Linked DNA regions of Sus scrofa: regions 2 and 3 are each linked to region 1. A link is a contact called in public Hi-C and HiChIP or PLAC-seq data. All regions are on one chromosome and are shown on one strand. The core of a region is the stretch at or near the end of the contact, and the rest is flanking DNA. Distances in the headings are between cores, read along the strand shown.

The links. Hi-C and Micro-C count contacts between places; a contact is called where the count stands out from the background. HiChIP or PLAC-seq counts read pairs in DNA pulled down with a chosen protein or histone mark.
Region 2: an H3K27ac HiChIP or PLAC-seq map of alveolar macrophages shows a contact between it and region 1. The contact joins the promoter of ZNHIT2 here to the promoter of SF1 in region 1. A contact is called at or near these places in 1 of 5 promoter capture datasets (liver), 3 of 47 Hi-C or Micro-C datasets (liver, mesenteric adipose tissue and skeletal muscle) and 1 of 2 datasets of contacts at active chromatin or transcription factors (alveolar macrophages).
Region 3: a Hi-C map of liver shows a contact between it and region 1, with 4 times the contacts expected there. The contact joins the promoter of TRMT112 here to the promoter of SF1 in region 1. A contact is called at or near these places in 2 of 47 Hi-C or Micro-C datasets (heart right ventricle and liver).

Annotation. Positions count from the first base shown.
Region 1 is chr2:7,390,001-7,394,213 of Sscrofa11.1, reverse strand. It overlaps SF1 (splicing factor 1), which reads right to left and starts at 2,919. Exons shown (of 15, transcript XM_003122587.5): 1 at 2,576-2,919; 2 at 2,512-2,573; 3 at 2,347-2,509; 4 at 856-984. The coding sequence starts at 2,759.
Region 2 is chr2:7,072,610-7,076,953 of Sscrofa11.1, reverse strand. It overlaps ZNHIT2 (zinc finger HIT domain-containing protein 2), which reads right to left and starts at 2,297. Exons shown (of 1, transcript XM_003122543.4): 1 at 297-2,297. The coding sequence starts at 1,927. The coding sequence ends at 356. It overlaps FAU (ubiquitin-like protein FUBI), which reads right to left. Exons shown (of 5, transcript XM_021082866.1): 5 at 4,143-4,316. The coding sequence ends at 4,191. TM7SF2 (delta(14)-sterol reductase) reads left to right here. Exons shown (of 10, transcript XM_003122542.4): 10 at 1-176.
Region 3 is chr2:7,799,168-7,803,593 of Sscrofa11.1, reverse strand. It overlaps TRMT112 (multifunctional methyltransferase subunit TRM112-like protein), which reads right to left and starts at 1,410. Exons shown (of 4, transcript XM_003122572.5): 1 at 838-1,410; 2 at 625-726; 3 at 405-494; 4 at 38-317. The coding sequence starts at 915. The coding sequence ends at 210. PRDX5 (peroxiredoxin 5) reads left to right here and starts at 1,639. Exons shown (of 6, transcript NM_214144.1): 1 at 1,639-1,824; 2 at 2,983-3,117; 3 at 4,148-4,279; 4 at 4,353-4,391. The coding sequence starts at 1,810. It also overlaps a transcript of ESRRA not described here.

The DNA.
Region 1 (4,213 bases), core at 1,670-4,169:
GTTTATCAAGTGAACTTTTTTGAGACAGCTGCAGAGGCACATAAAGGTAAAACTTGCATTAAAAACCTTGTATTTAAAAAAAAGGTAATTTTGAGGTTAATTTCATTTCTACTGTGGACAGTCATACTTGATTTTCAAAACTTCCCAACAGTTAAACTCTTTTATTCTAACCCTTCGTTATTCCATCAGAGAGCTGTACCCCTTTGTCAGCAGAGCTCTTTAGTAGTAAATACTAGAGCCCCCATTTTAAGACAGCTCTCCAAAGACCAACCAGAAAAGATGCTGAAGGAAAAGTTAAATTCAACGAAAATGGTAAAAAGGGGTGCACTGTAAACACACTTTCAGAAACACCTTTTGATTAAACTGAGGTTTTTTTTTTTCTCTTTCATAAAGTACCTATAAAGAATAAAAGACCACATTTTAGGGAAGGGAAGAATATGAAATTATGGTGAAAGGCCATGCTGTGAGAAAGGTACTTGGTTTACAATACCTGCAATGTGCTCCACTGGGGCCGTGTCCAGAGAGGCGTGAGACACTCACCTCATCAAGTGGCAATGAACAGCAGCTGAAAAGGGTGGGGGAGGGTGCTGGACGGGGGACTATTCTCACTCCTAAGTGGGCCCCTCTACCCTCCTGGCACTCATGGAGAACACTATTGTTACAAGCAGACTGAAACAAAAAGCTACAAATGCAGGCCTCTTGGAGCAAAAGTGAATTATATCAAAGTCACAAGCATACCTGACAACACCTCCTCTCAAGAAAAGAAAACACTTCAAAGTCTCAAACTTTGAACAGATAAAATGTTTCTCAGAATAATAACGTGAAAAAGCGTTTGGGTGCAGAACGTGTATTTACCTATATAAGCTCTTTCTTGTTCCCGAGTAAGTCCAGGGGGGATAACTGTAGGCATTCCTGGAATCACTGTCTTCTGTTCCATTGTGTCTTGGTTCCAGCGGCTCCTCTTCCGTTTCTTACTTGGGAAGTCTAAAGAAGAGAAAGTTCATCAGATGCAAATATAAACTACCAGGATAACTTCCGACAGGCAGTTCAGGGTACTAATGGTCCTACACACAACCTCAGCAGACTGTGAAACAGAACGTGACCTAAAATGAAATGGCAAAGAATGAAAGACAAGACACACACACACACAAATATGGCCACTAGAAGGATACCTGGACCAGAGTCTGAAAAGTTAACATTCCACATTTACAGTTTTTGACCACAGAAATTCTGCGAAGCACGAGAACAACCTAAATCTCAACGCACAGTTTCAAGTAGTGAAATAAAGTGTTGAGGACATATATGTATATTACACAGTTGCCCATGAACACATTAACAGCCCCAGAGGCAATAAGAGCAGACTCAATATTCAGACAAGTCCATAAAACAACACTGGGACCTGCTGGCTCCTCCCACTTCCACCTCCCCACCTGTCACCTTTTGAAGGGAGCCAGAACACAACCAACCTTACGGTTACTAAGTGAAAAAGTTCCTTCAGCAAGATCACTTTCTTTCTAAGTTTAGCTAAGATCAGCGTTGAGTTTTCCTGGCCAGTTAGTTGGTCACTTAATGTCTAAAGGATACATCAAAAGGTCAACAAAAAACAAGCTACACAATAGTAGCCAAATCCTCCTACCCTAGTCCACAGGCAGAACTCCCTAGCACTTGGTTCACAAAAGTGTTCCACTTCTCAGGAGCTAGGCCTAAGGGGAAGCCTCAAGAGAGGAAGGCGGGTCAGACTTCTTTTAAGGTACATAAAGGAAGATAAGAAGGAGAATTTCCTTCCCCAAAATGAACCCCCCCACACACACCAAAAAACCGGACCCAACCATCCCCTAAAGACTTTCAATCTCTTTCATTCTCTGCAATGAAAACGCTGCCTTACTGTAGAAACAGAGGAGCTACTCTCTGTACTTTCCTCCCTTTACGACTCTTCTACAACCAGAAAAGGATGTTCCACGTCATCAGTTGACCCTTCCAAGCCCTCCAGACATGCACACCCAGCACCCCATCCACCCACTCGACCCCTCCACACCACTCCCCTACACTAGGAGTGGAGAACAAGAGAGCTCCCGCCAGATTTTAGTGGGGGCCTTAAGGCCCGGCCGCCACACTGCGCCTGCGCGCAACAAACCTCCTCCCGCCGTGCCCCCACCCCTTCCCCTACCGCGCGTGCGCACTCGAGGCCCGAGAACCAGGCCGCGCGCCCCGTGGCGCCTCCGCCCGGGCCTCCCCGTGCGCGCGCGCGCCCCTGCCGCGTGCAGCCGCCGTCGCCACCGCCGCGCGCCCCTCAGCCGGCCGGGCCCATCCGCGCGGCGCCTCTCGCGCTCTCTCGGCCCGACTCACCTCCTCCGCCGCCGGCCGGGCCCGGCTGCTGGTCCTGACGCGGCGGCTGGGGTGGCGGCGGCGGCGGCTGCGGTGGCGACACGCGCTGGTAGAGCGGCGGCGGAGGGGGCGGCTGCGGCGGTGGGTACGAGGAGCCCGGGGAGGGCGGCGGCGGCGGCGGCTGCTGGGGAGGCGGGGGGGCGGCGGCGGCGGCGGCGGCGGTGGCGGAGGCAGCGCCGCGAAGGGAAGGCCGCGGTCAGGGCCCCCACCGAGCCCACAGGCGGGGGCGGCGGCGGCCCGGGCACCAGCAGCCCCGCCCCAGGCCCGGGGGCAGGCGGTGGCCCCGGCTCGAAGCCCCCTTTGGGGCCGGGGATGGGGGGAAGGCCGGGGGGGCCGAGCTTACCCAGCGGCGTGGCGTTCGCTCCAGTCGCCATGGCGCCCCCGGGGACCGGCACCGGCGGCTCCTTTTCGGCGGCGACGGCTTCTCCTTCGTGACTCTTCCGAGGGGAGGGAACCTGACTGCGTTCCGCGGAGCGCGCGGATCCCGTCCTCTCACGCGGCGGGCGGGCGGCGGCGGCGGCGGCGGCGCGAGACGCACAAAGAGGGAGGAGAGAGGGCGCCGCGGGGGCGGGCCGGGGGCGACGGGGCCGGAGCCTGGATTGGCCCGGGCCGAGGCAAGGGGTCGAAATCTGCGGCCTCCGATTGGTGGAGCCTTAGCCCTTCTCGATGTGCGTTGGGATTGGCCGGACCGTTAGGCCTGGCGAGGAAATGGCGGCCGAGCCTGGCGAGCTGGGAGGTGTCGCAGCGCGCACTTCATTTGTTACTGCGCGGACTGAGCTCGGAGTCCAGAAAGGAGGGGATCGGGTGGGGCAAATTCTATGACGTGTGGGGCCAACAGCTCTATCATTGGCTGGAATTGATGGAGTCAATCAATCACGATTGCGTCGTAGTGTCATGGGATTGGCTGTCGCTGTTTCGATTCTTTCTCTACTCCCCTCCCACGGGGAGTAGTCTCGCCGGGTTTAAGCGAGAGGTCGCGCCGGAAAAGCCCAGGCCGAATGAGATTTAAGGTCGGGGAGGAGTGGAGCAAGAGCGCGCATGCGTAGATGGTCAGAGCCGCCTTTCAGGCCCTGGCTTCCCTGTCGATCTTCGGTCCGGCGCGGAAGCCCTAGATGACGTCAATCCTCGATTCCCATGGTAACCCGGAACCGAGGGACGGGGGAGGGGCTGGCGCGCGCCCGTAAACTTGATCCGTTGACGACTCAGGTAAAAGGAGACTTCCTGTTTTCTTTGAAAAAAATTAAAAATGGGGAAAAAAGCTACAAAGTAGAGTCCTACTAAGGGATTAAAAATGGTATCTGAGCCGATGGAGGTACAGGTATCTTAGATAGAAAGCAATATGAAGTTGTCAATTCCGAAAATTGGTTTACAGATACAGTGCATTGGAATTAGAATTCCCAACGTGATTGGGGTTGATTAAATCATGTCATATCAAATAATAACTATGGAAATAGTGGGGAAACTTGTAAATGAGGTTGAGAGGAGCTTGCTTTTCCAGAGGATACGCATATAAAAGATACAATAATGAAACAATGTGGTATTGTTGTGGGAAAGGCAAATTAGTGAAACAGAGAAGTCTGGAAAAAGATTCTCCAACAAGGCAAAGACTTAGCTAGTAAATGGTATAAAAAGTTCTAAATCTCAATAGTAAAACAGACATAGAAATTATCAGGGTCGGAGTTTCCTTCCTGGCTCAGCGGTTAACGAACCCGACTAGGAACCATGAGGATGTGGGTTCGATCCCTGGCCTTGCTCAGTTGGTTAAGGATCTGGCCTCGCCATGAGCTGTAGTGTAGGTTGCAGACACGGCTCCGCTCCTGTGTTGTTG
Region 2 (4,344 bases), core at 1,048-3,547, 320 kb after region 1:
CAGGGGCCTGGACATGCCTGGGACTTTAGGGCCGGCACCCTACCCCACCCTGAGCTCCAACAGGCAGCGGTGAACTGCCTCAGACAGGGGGTTGGAGCAAGGGCAAGATGAAGCCCATGCTCAAAAACGGAGTGGAGGGGCTGCTCTTCCCCCTTGGATAAACATCTGGAACCCTTGGTGGTGCTTCTCTTCCTTTCTGGGGCCAGGCTGTTTAAGAAATAGCTGGGTCAGCTCTGATCTGGGAGAAGCTGAGAGGTAGTCTGGGGGTGGCTGGGACAACAGCTGTCACTCAGAAATGGGCACCTGTGACAGGGCAGACCAGTCGCAGTTTTATTAATGACAGAGTGTCTCCAGTTCAGCCCGGGAGCTCCTCAATGAGAGTCCTGGGGGCAGGTGGCAAGGGGCCTCCCCAAAGCTGCTCCAGCTCCCCAGTGAGGGCTGCCACCTCCTCGGCTGCGACAGCGTGGGCTCGGTGTGCCCTGGCACAGTCTAGAGCCAACGGTGTGAGGGCCACTTCATTTTCGTTCGTCCAAGCCAGCAGGAACTGGCACTTCTTTCGGGCCCGGTAGAGGCGATCTCGCTCTTCGGTGGCCACGGCTTGTTTCCGGGCCCGGCCCAGGGTCTGAGCCAGGTCCCCCAGGGCTGCCAGCGTGTAGCCTTTCTGGTTGGCCGGGCCCTCACCCAGCAAGATGCGGGCGGCTTCTCGCATGGCACCCCGTGTGCCCAGGGGCCCGGGCGGATGCTCGCCTGCTTCCAGCACATGGGCTGCGGCCTGCAGGGCTTCCTCGGCAGAGGTGAAGACTTGCTGGGCGCCCAGGGCTCCAGAAACGCCGAGCAGCGTGGCACAGAAGTCGGAGAGCAGCGCCTCGTCGCCGCCGTGATACAGGGCCAGAGTGTGTGCGTAGGCGAACAGCACATTGGGCAGCTGGAAGCGCACGAGCGGCGACGCGCGGCCCCTGCTCAGGCTGGCCAGTGTGGGGATCCGGGTGGGCACGGCGGGCGCGCAGACCCCGGGGGCGTCTCCGGGAGTCGGCCCGGCGGCCGCGGGCTCATCCTTGACGGGTTCCGGCGGCGACCCCGCGGGGGCAGGCTCCAGCTCATCGGCGTCACGGCCCGGAGCATCACCCAGTTCCTCCAGAAGCCTCGGCCCGGCCCCACGACCCCACCACCACGGCCGCCACGGGGGCAGCAGCCGCCCGGCCTCGCCCCGGCTCAGCAGCCGCTCGAAAGCCGCCTTCTCGGCCGGGGCCAGCCGCTCCCAGAGTCCTGAGAGGCCGCCGGGCGCCGGGCCAGGCCTGAGGCCTGCGTCCTCGGGCTCATCCTCGGTCTCGCGTTGCTGACGCAGCCGGCGCAGGGCGCTGGCCAGGCGGCTGGGTGAGGCGCTGCGGCCGCGCAGCTCTCCCAGCACCTGGTCACGGTAGAAGTCTTCAGCGCAGGTGCCATGCGCCCGGTAGCAGCGCAGCGAGCAGTAGGGCACATTACAGCGAGGGCAGGTGTAGCGCGCCGGCTGGGCCTCCCCGGCCGGGCAGATACCACAGGGCCCGGCCGGCTCCATGGCAACTGGCGCCGCAGGCCACCCGGGAACGCACAGGATCGGAAACTTCCGGCGCTTCTCGGTTACTTCCGCCCCTCCGCGGGGCCGACGGAGCGCAGAGTCGGAGCCCTGAGGACTCTCGGCAGTTTCCGCCCGCACTCGGCAGTCAAGCCCCACCCCTCTCTCGAGCAGCGCTAGGGGAGGAGCGAGAGCTGCGAGCATCGTCAACGCCTCCCGCGGAGCCCCACCCTGCGCGCTGGGAAAGGTAGTGCGTCCCGCAGGGCGCTCTGGTGGTGCCAGCTCGCCCCCTAGTGGTTGCCTTTTTTGCACGATAAATCGCTGTGGCGAAACCCAATCGATCTTTGCTGAGCACCTATTATATGCCAAGCCCATTGGAGATGAGACGTCTCTGCGCTGGACACAAAGCGGAGTGGAAGGAAGGCCGAAGTGGGGCACCTAGTCTAGACTGGGCGTGTGTGTTGGGGACATTTCCCCCTCCTTTTTTTTGTCCTTTTTTTTTTTTTTTTTTTTTAAGGGCTGCACCTGCCTGAGCTAGGGGTCTAATCAGAGCTGCAGCTGCTGGTCTGTGCCAGAGCAGCAGCAATGCCAGATCTGAACCGCGTCTGCCACCTACACCACAGCTCACGGCAATGCTGGATTGTTAACCCACTGAGCAAGGCCAGGGATCAAATCCACAACCTCATGGTTCCTAGTCGGATTCGCTTCTGCTGTGCCACAATGGGAACTCCATTTAAATTTTTTAAAAATTATTTCCCTGATGCAATTTTTTTTTTCTACTGTACAGCATGGTGACCCAGTTACACATACATGTATACATTTTATTTTCTCACATTATCATGCACATTTCGCCTTTTAAGAAAGCAACATTAACAAATATCTGAGCTCCTGCTTAACTTTGCCCTCCACGCTAGGCACCGGTAACACACTGAGGAGCAAAAAGGCAGAGAGTTCCCACTGTGGTGCAGTAGGTTAAGAATTTGACTGCAGGGAATTCCTGTTGTGGCTCAGTGGGTTAAGAGCTCAACTAGTACCTATGAGGATGCTGGTTAGATCGCTGGCCTCACTCAGTGGGTTAATGATGCGGCATTGCCGTGCGCTAAGCTGCAGCGTAAGTCCCATAGGCTTGGCTCTGGCGTCGCTCTGGCTGTGATGTAGGCCAGCAGCTGCAGCTCTGATTCAACCCCTAGCCCAGGTAGGAACCTCCAAATGTTCATATGCTGCAGGTGAGGCCCTAAAATGAAAAAGAGAAAGAAAGGAGGGGGAGAGAGAGAGAAAGGAAGAAAGGAAATCCGACTGCAGCAGCACTGGGGTGCGACCATATACAAAAGGGTACCTGTCCTAATAGAGCTTAGTTTGTGGTAGTGGTGTGGGGGAGTGACTGACCCACAAACTGTGCCTCGATCCACGGCACCCCTGAAAGTAAGCTCTAGTTCTGTGGTCCTTCACTCACACCCAGTCCTGCCTTTGGGCTGCCTTCGAAATTCCTTGTCTTTATCTCAACATGGCCCATTTATTTGCCCACCAAGTTCTGGATGGATTTGAGGAGTCTGCTCATTTTTTGCACCCCCTCCACCACTGGTGGCCTAAGCTACTTATTCCTCAATTGGATGGCATCAGCTTAACTGGCTTCCTAATTTTCTTACCTGCCAGCCCTCCAGAAAAGTCAGCCAAAGAAAATACTAGACAAGTCAGATCACACGAGACCCTTGTTAAAACCCTTACCTGCACTTGGTAACTTTATATTGCACTTGGGACTCCAACCCAAACTCTTCTCCATGTCTGACAAGACCCTGCAGACCTGCACACACCTTTGCACACAGTTCTCTTGGTTGAACTCTCACCATCTCACTTCCTGATGGGCTCCTGTTTCAGGTCTCACATAGCCCATCCTCAGACCTCCCGAAAGATAGGGTATAGCTCTCCGCCCTCACACTCCCCTTCATTACAGCACCCTGCCTACTTTTCTTTGAAACTGTAACACTTTTAAGTATTTAGTTCCCTTGTTTTCCCCACAACATGCTAAACCCCTAGAAGGCATGGGGGCCAGTATCTTCCAGAACAATCACTACAAAAGACACAAATAACCAACATGTTTGTGTTTTCTACATGGCAGGCAGATTCGGATTTAAGCACTTGACACAATTTAATCTTCACAGCAACTCTCAAGAGATGATGGCAGAGATTAAATAGTTCATGCCAGTAAATAAATGCAACAAGTATCCAAACTCAAGACAGTTCAAGTCTAGAGCCTAAAGTCTTCACCGCATAACATGCCGTATTCCAAGAACCGGCAGACTCTGAATGGTATGCATGCATTGCTAGGAGGGAACCTAAATCGACCCCAGAGAACCCCACTTCTAGAAACACTGAAATAATCAAACTGATTAGGTTAGCAAAACCAGCCAGTCAGAACAAACAAAATCACTAGGACCAATTGGTTTACCAGCCTTCCCCCCCCCCCCCAAGTTGCTGACTCTACTCCACTGCTAAGAAACCAAAACGAGACCTGTTTTTCACAACACCAGCCCTAGAACTAGAAGCCACATCTCTCTCTGAGGCCTGCACAAATGAAGATGAAACAATGAGATGATTGGACTAAGTGGCTTTATTAGTGAAAGCCGGGATTACAAAGGACTTAAGAGTTGGCATTGGGTCCCTTCTTCTTGCCAAAGGTGGGCACGACATTGACAAAGCGCCGGTTGTATTGCATACGTCTCTTGGCCCGGCCGGTCTTCTTCTTCTTTTTCTCTTGTTTGGCCACCTGGGAAAAGGGAGATTTGATCAGCCCA
Region 3 (4,426 bases), core at 161-2,660, 410 kb before region 1:
TCTATTTTAATGTATATTTGCTGCAAAGAGAAACCGCTTTTGGTTTTGAACCTTTAATGAGAAAAAAGAATATAATATCGAGCTCAATAACACTGTGTTTGGTGTGTCACTGGGCCCGGGGTCGGGGATACAAAGGAACTAGCAAACAAGACTTATGTACACAAAAACACACACGGTCACAGAATGACAAACTGGTGCCCGGCACCGTTTTAGGTCTTGGTTTCCTCATCCGTCAGCAGCATATTGGGGATCCCACGGCTGATGGGAAATAAACGTCCAGACTCTGGGCACTGCAGGGTGCCCTCCAACACATCCACCTGCAGGAAAAGGGTTACAAAGCTGAGCACTGGCAGCCTCCAGGTGTGAGTACAGGGCTGCAAAGCAAGTGACAGGCAGGTTCTCACCTCCAGCAACACGTGGTGCATCTTCCTCAGGAATGTCTCATCGTGCTCGTATCCCTGAATCGGCTCTTTGGGCACCTCGACCAGATGCAACTGTGGGCAAGACGCCTAAATCATCTCTGGGGATCCCCGACCCTCGCCCCGAGGCCAGGCTCCTTGGCCTGGTGTACAGGGCTGCAGGGACACCACCCCCGAGGACGTGCAGGGGAGGGAGGGTCCTCACGGTGTCGGCCGCCTCCAGAAGCGCCGCCCACTCTACTTTGGGTATCATACGCGCCACGAAGTCCGGGTTGAACTCGACGGGGTTGATGCGGACCTCGGTGGCCTGCGGGGCGGAGAGACTTTAGTCAGACAAAGCCCGGATCCTGGTTTTCCTAGTCGCCCCCCACCCCGCGCCCGGGAGAGGGGGCCTGAGGTCGCCCCCGACAGCGGGTACCTGGAGACGCAGTGGGAAGCCACGGGTCCCCACCCCCCGCACATGCGAGCTCAGCAAGTTGTGGGTGAGCAGCTTCATGTCGCCACAACGCGCTCTCGCCAAGCCCGAGCCGGAAAGAGCCCGGATCCCGCTGGCGTCACTTCCCGGCCGCTCCGCTCTAGCCTATCGGACATGTGGGAGGAGCGGAAACAGCGAACTTGCTGGAACTTCTTGCGCTCGCGGGAGAAGAGGTGGGATGGGATCACGCGCGGCTCCCGGAAGCATCTCAGCAGGAGCTTGCTATGACGCAGGCCCAGTGGTTTTGGCTGACAGACCTCCAATTGCTACAAATCGTGTACAATGCAAATTACGTGTAAAACAGCGGGGATGCAGGAGTCTTCGTTGAATGCAAAATAAAAATGTTTTACTCGCATACAGGCGCCTGACACCACCGTTTCTCTCCCCTCGCCACCTCGTCCTCGCTTTCGGTGAAGGAACGGAAATACCGCCCCAATTTGTAACTTCTGCCCATCAGAACAGGCACCCTATCCTTGAAGGAAAATAAGCTGCGGGGCAGCGGAAGGCTCCGCCTACAGGAAGGTGCGCCATTGATCCCGTCCCTACATCAAATCCGCCGAGATCGCCGAAAGTTCCGCCCCTGCGCGCGCCGCCCGCGCCTGCGCAGTGGCGGCGCCTCGCCGGCCACCTGGGGCGTCCAAGCCCCGCCCCTTGCCCCGCCTTTCGCCGGGTTACGTAGCCCGTTGGGCAGGCCTCCGACTCAGCCTCTAGGTGGGGGTGGAGCCGTTGGGGCTTCCAGGCTCCGCAGGCTGTTGGTGCGGCTGCGCCTTCTGCGCAGCCCGGCAGGTTTGGTGGGCTCCCGGGCGACTGCCGTTGAGTGTGCAGCAGTGGCAGCGGCGGGAGCCGAGGGTGCCTGGAAGGAGACCTCGAGTGGACGCTTGGCAGGGTCCGAGATTTGAGAAGCGCGGTGTAGCCATGGCCCCGATCAAGGTGACTGCTGGACCAGCCAGTCCTGACCCCCGACCCATCTTCGTCCTCCCCACCTCCCCCGCCTGTTTCTCCAAGGCCCTTCGTCCCCCTTGTCTCGGAGAGAGACACCCTCTTTCTTGCTCTCCGGCCCCAACCCGCCGCCCTAGAGGTACCTCACGCCTGTCTGTCCCTCTCATCTCTTCAACAGACCCTGTGGCTGCAACATTTTCGCCAGTTTTACCGGCCTCGGGTCCCTACCCCCCATCACCTGGGACAGTCCCCATGGTCCAGGGCCTTCCCCTCGTCTTCCGTTCCCCGTTCACTCCATGGGTCTCCACCAGTTTCAGGAGATTGAGTATGGCTTCCCCCACCATATGGAACCATCTCCTTTGCCCTTTCCAGCCCCCATAGGTGCCCTCCCCTATACCCTCCCTCTGGCTCTGTCGTGCTGTTGGATATCCCACTCTTCTGCCAAGTTTAATCTCCTGGGACCATTCCCAGCTCCTTGGGACTCCCCCTGCCCCACCGTCTTCTGAGACCCCCTCCTCCTTTTGCTTCATCCTCCAGCTAACTGCTGCGTTTCTCCGAGGCTCTCCCCTCACCCCCGAATCTCCTCCGGTTTGTCTACCTCCTCTGGCCCCATGAATCCCACACACACTCCCAGGTCCACTGATTCTTCCCCCCTTCCAGAGATTCCTTTGCTCATTCTCTACCTTCTGGTTATAGGGACCTGCATCCCTCCTCCCAAACCCTCCCACCTTCTTCTGCTGTCCTACCTTTTTCTCTTCTTGGGGTGGGACCTTCAGACATGGCCAGTGTCCCTTCCCTCTGGGTCCCTTAGGGCCTCTTCCTCCTGCCCATTTATCCCACTCCTTTCCTGTAAGTTCGCTTGTTTACTCAACCTCTTGCGACACCCAGGGGGGCCTTCTCCCACTTCTTCTGTTGTCACCAACTGGCCCTTAAGAGGAATCGGGCCACCTTGAAACCTGAAGGGTGTGGGATAACCAGGTGGCGGCTGGGGAGGCATCTCTGAAGCTCTGACAGGGTTGGACTTTGCCGCTGGGTGTCTTCCCCTGACTGGGCAGGGCTACTAGGCCCTCTGTGCTGCCCCCCGCCCCCACCACCGTGCCCTTGGCCTCCCTCGCACCCACCCCCTTACCTGGCTGTCATTGCCTCTAGGTGGGAGATGCCATCCCATCGGTGGTGGTGTTTGAAGGGGAGCCTGAGAAAAAGGTGAACCTGGCAGAGCTGTTCAAGGGCAAGAAGGGGGTGCTGTTTGGAGTCCCTGGGGCCTTTACTCCTGGCTGTTCCAAGGTGAGACTCCCCCTTCTGGGGCTCAGACCTGGTGTATGTGGAGGTTGTTCACTAACCTCCATGTAGTCCCGGGGCAGCTTGTATCCAGAGGGTGTAGATGATGCGGTAGTTAAGAGAGCATACGAGGTTTTTATTTTATTTTATTTTATTTTATTTTTTGTCTTTTGTTTTTTGTCCTTTGAGGGCCCCACCAGCAGCATATGGAGGTTCCCGGGCTAGGGGTCTAGTTGGAGCTGTAGCCGCTGGCCTATACCACAGCCACGGCAACGCCAGATCCAAGCTGTGTCTGCGACCTATACCACAGCTCACGGCAACACTGGATGCTTAACCCACTGAGCAAGGCCAGGGGATCGAACCCGCAACCTCATGGTTCCTAGTCAGATTCATTAACCACTGAGCCACGACGGGAACTCCTATTTTATTTTTATTTTTTTGTCTTTTGTCTTTCGGGGGCCTCACCCATGGCATATGGAGGTTCCCAGGCTAGGGGTCTAATTGGAGCTCTAGCTGCCGGCCTACGCCACAGCCACAGCAATGCCAGATCTGAGCTGTGTCTGTGACCTACACCACAGCTCACGGCAACACTGGATCCTTAACCCCTGAGCAAGGCCGGGAATTGAACCCACAACCTCATGGTTCCTAGTTGGATTTGTTTCCGCTGTGCCACAGTGGGAACTCCGAGAGCATATGAGGTTTTTAAAAAATAAGTTGGGGCTGTGAACCGGTATCAGGAATGTAGGGGAAAAGGGTGATGCATTGAAATCCAGCACCTCTCATTGATCTTACTGGGTGACAGGCACTCTGGAAGGGACTTGGGACTTGGGTAAATGAGACTTAGCCCATGGGAGGGAGGTTTGCGGTCCTGGCCAAGGAATGCTCAAGTTTGGATCTGAGCTTCCTAGTGGCCAAGACAAAAAAGAAAGTGTGGCTTACACAGTTCTCCTTGTCTGATCAAAGCTGTTGAGAGAGGAAAGTTGAGAGGGTCTGGAGATGAGTTATCCCTCTGCTGACCCATTTTTCCCTTCCCCAGACCCACCTTCCAGGGTTTGTGGAGCAGGCCGAAGCACTGAAGGCCAAGGGGATCCAAGTGGTGGCGTGTCTGAGTGTTAATGACGTCTTTGTCACTGAAATGTGGGGACGAGCCCACAACACGGAAGGCAAGGTGAGTTGTGGGTCCTGCAGGGGATCAGGGGCCAAGTGGGAGATTTTTCTCGTGACCTTTACCTTCTCCTTAGGTTCGGCTCCTGGCTGATCCCACTGGGGCCTTTGGGAAGGTGAGTGCGCCGTGTCCCCGGCCCCTCAGCCTCCA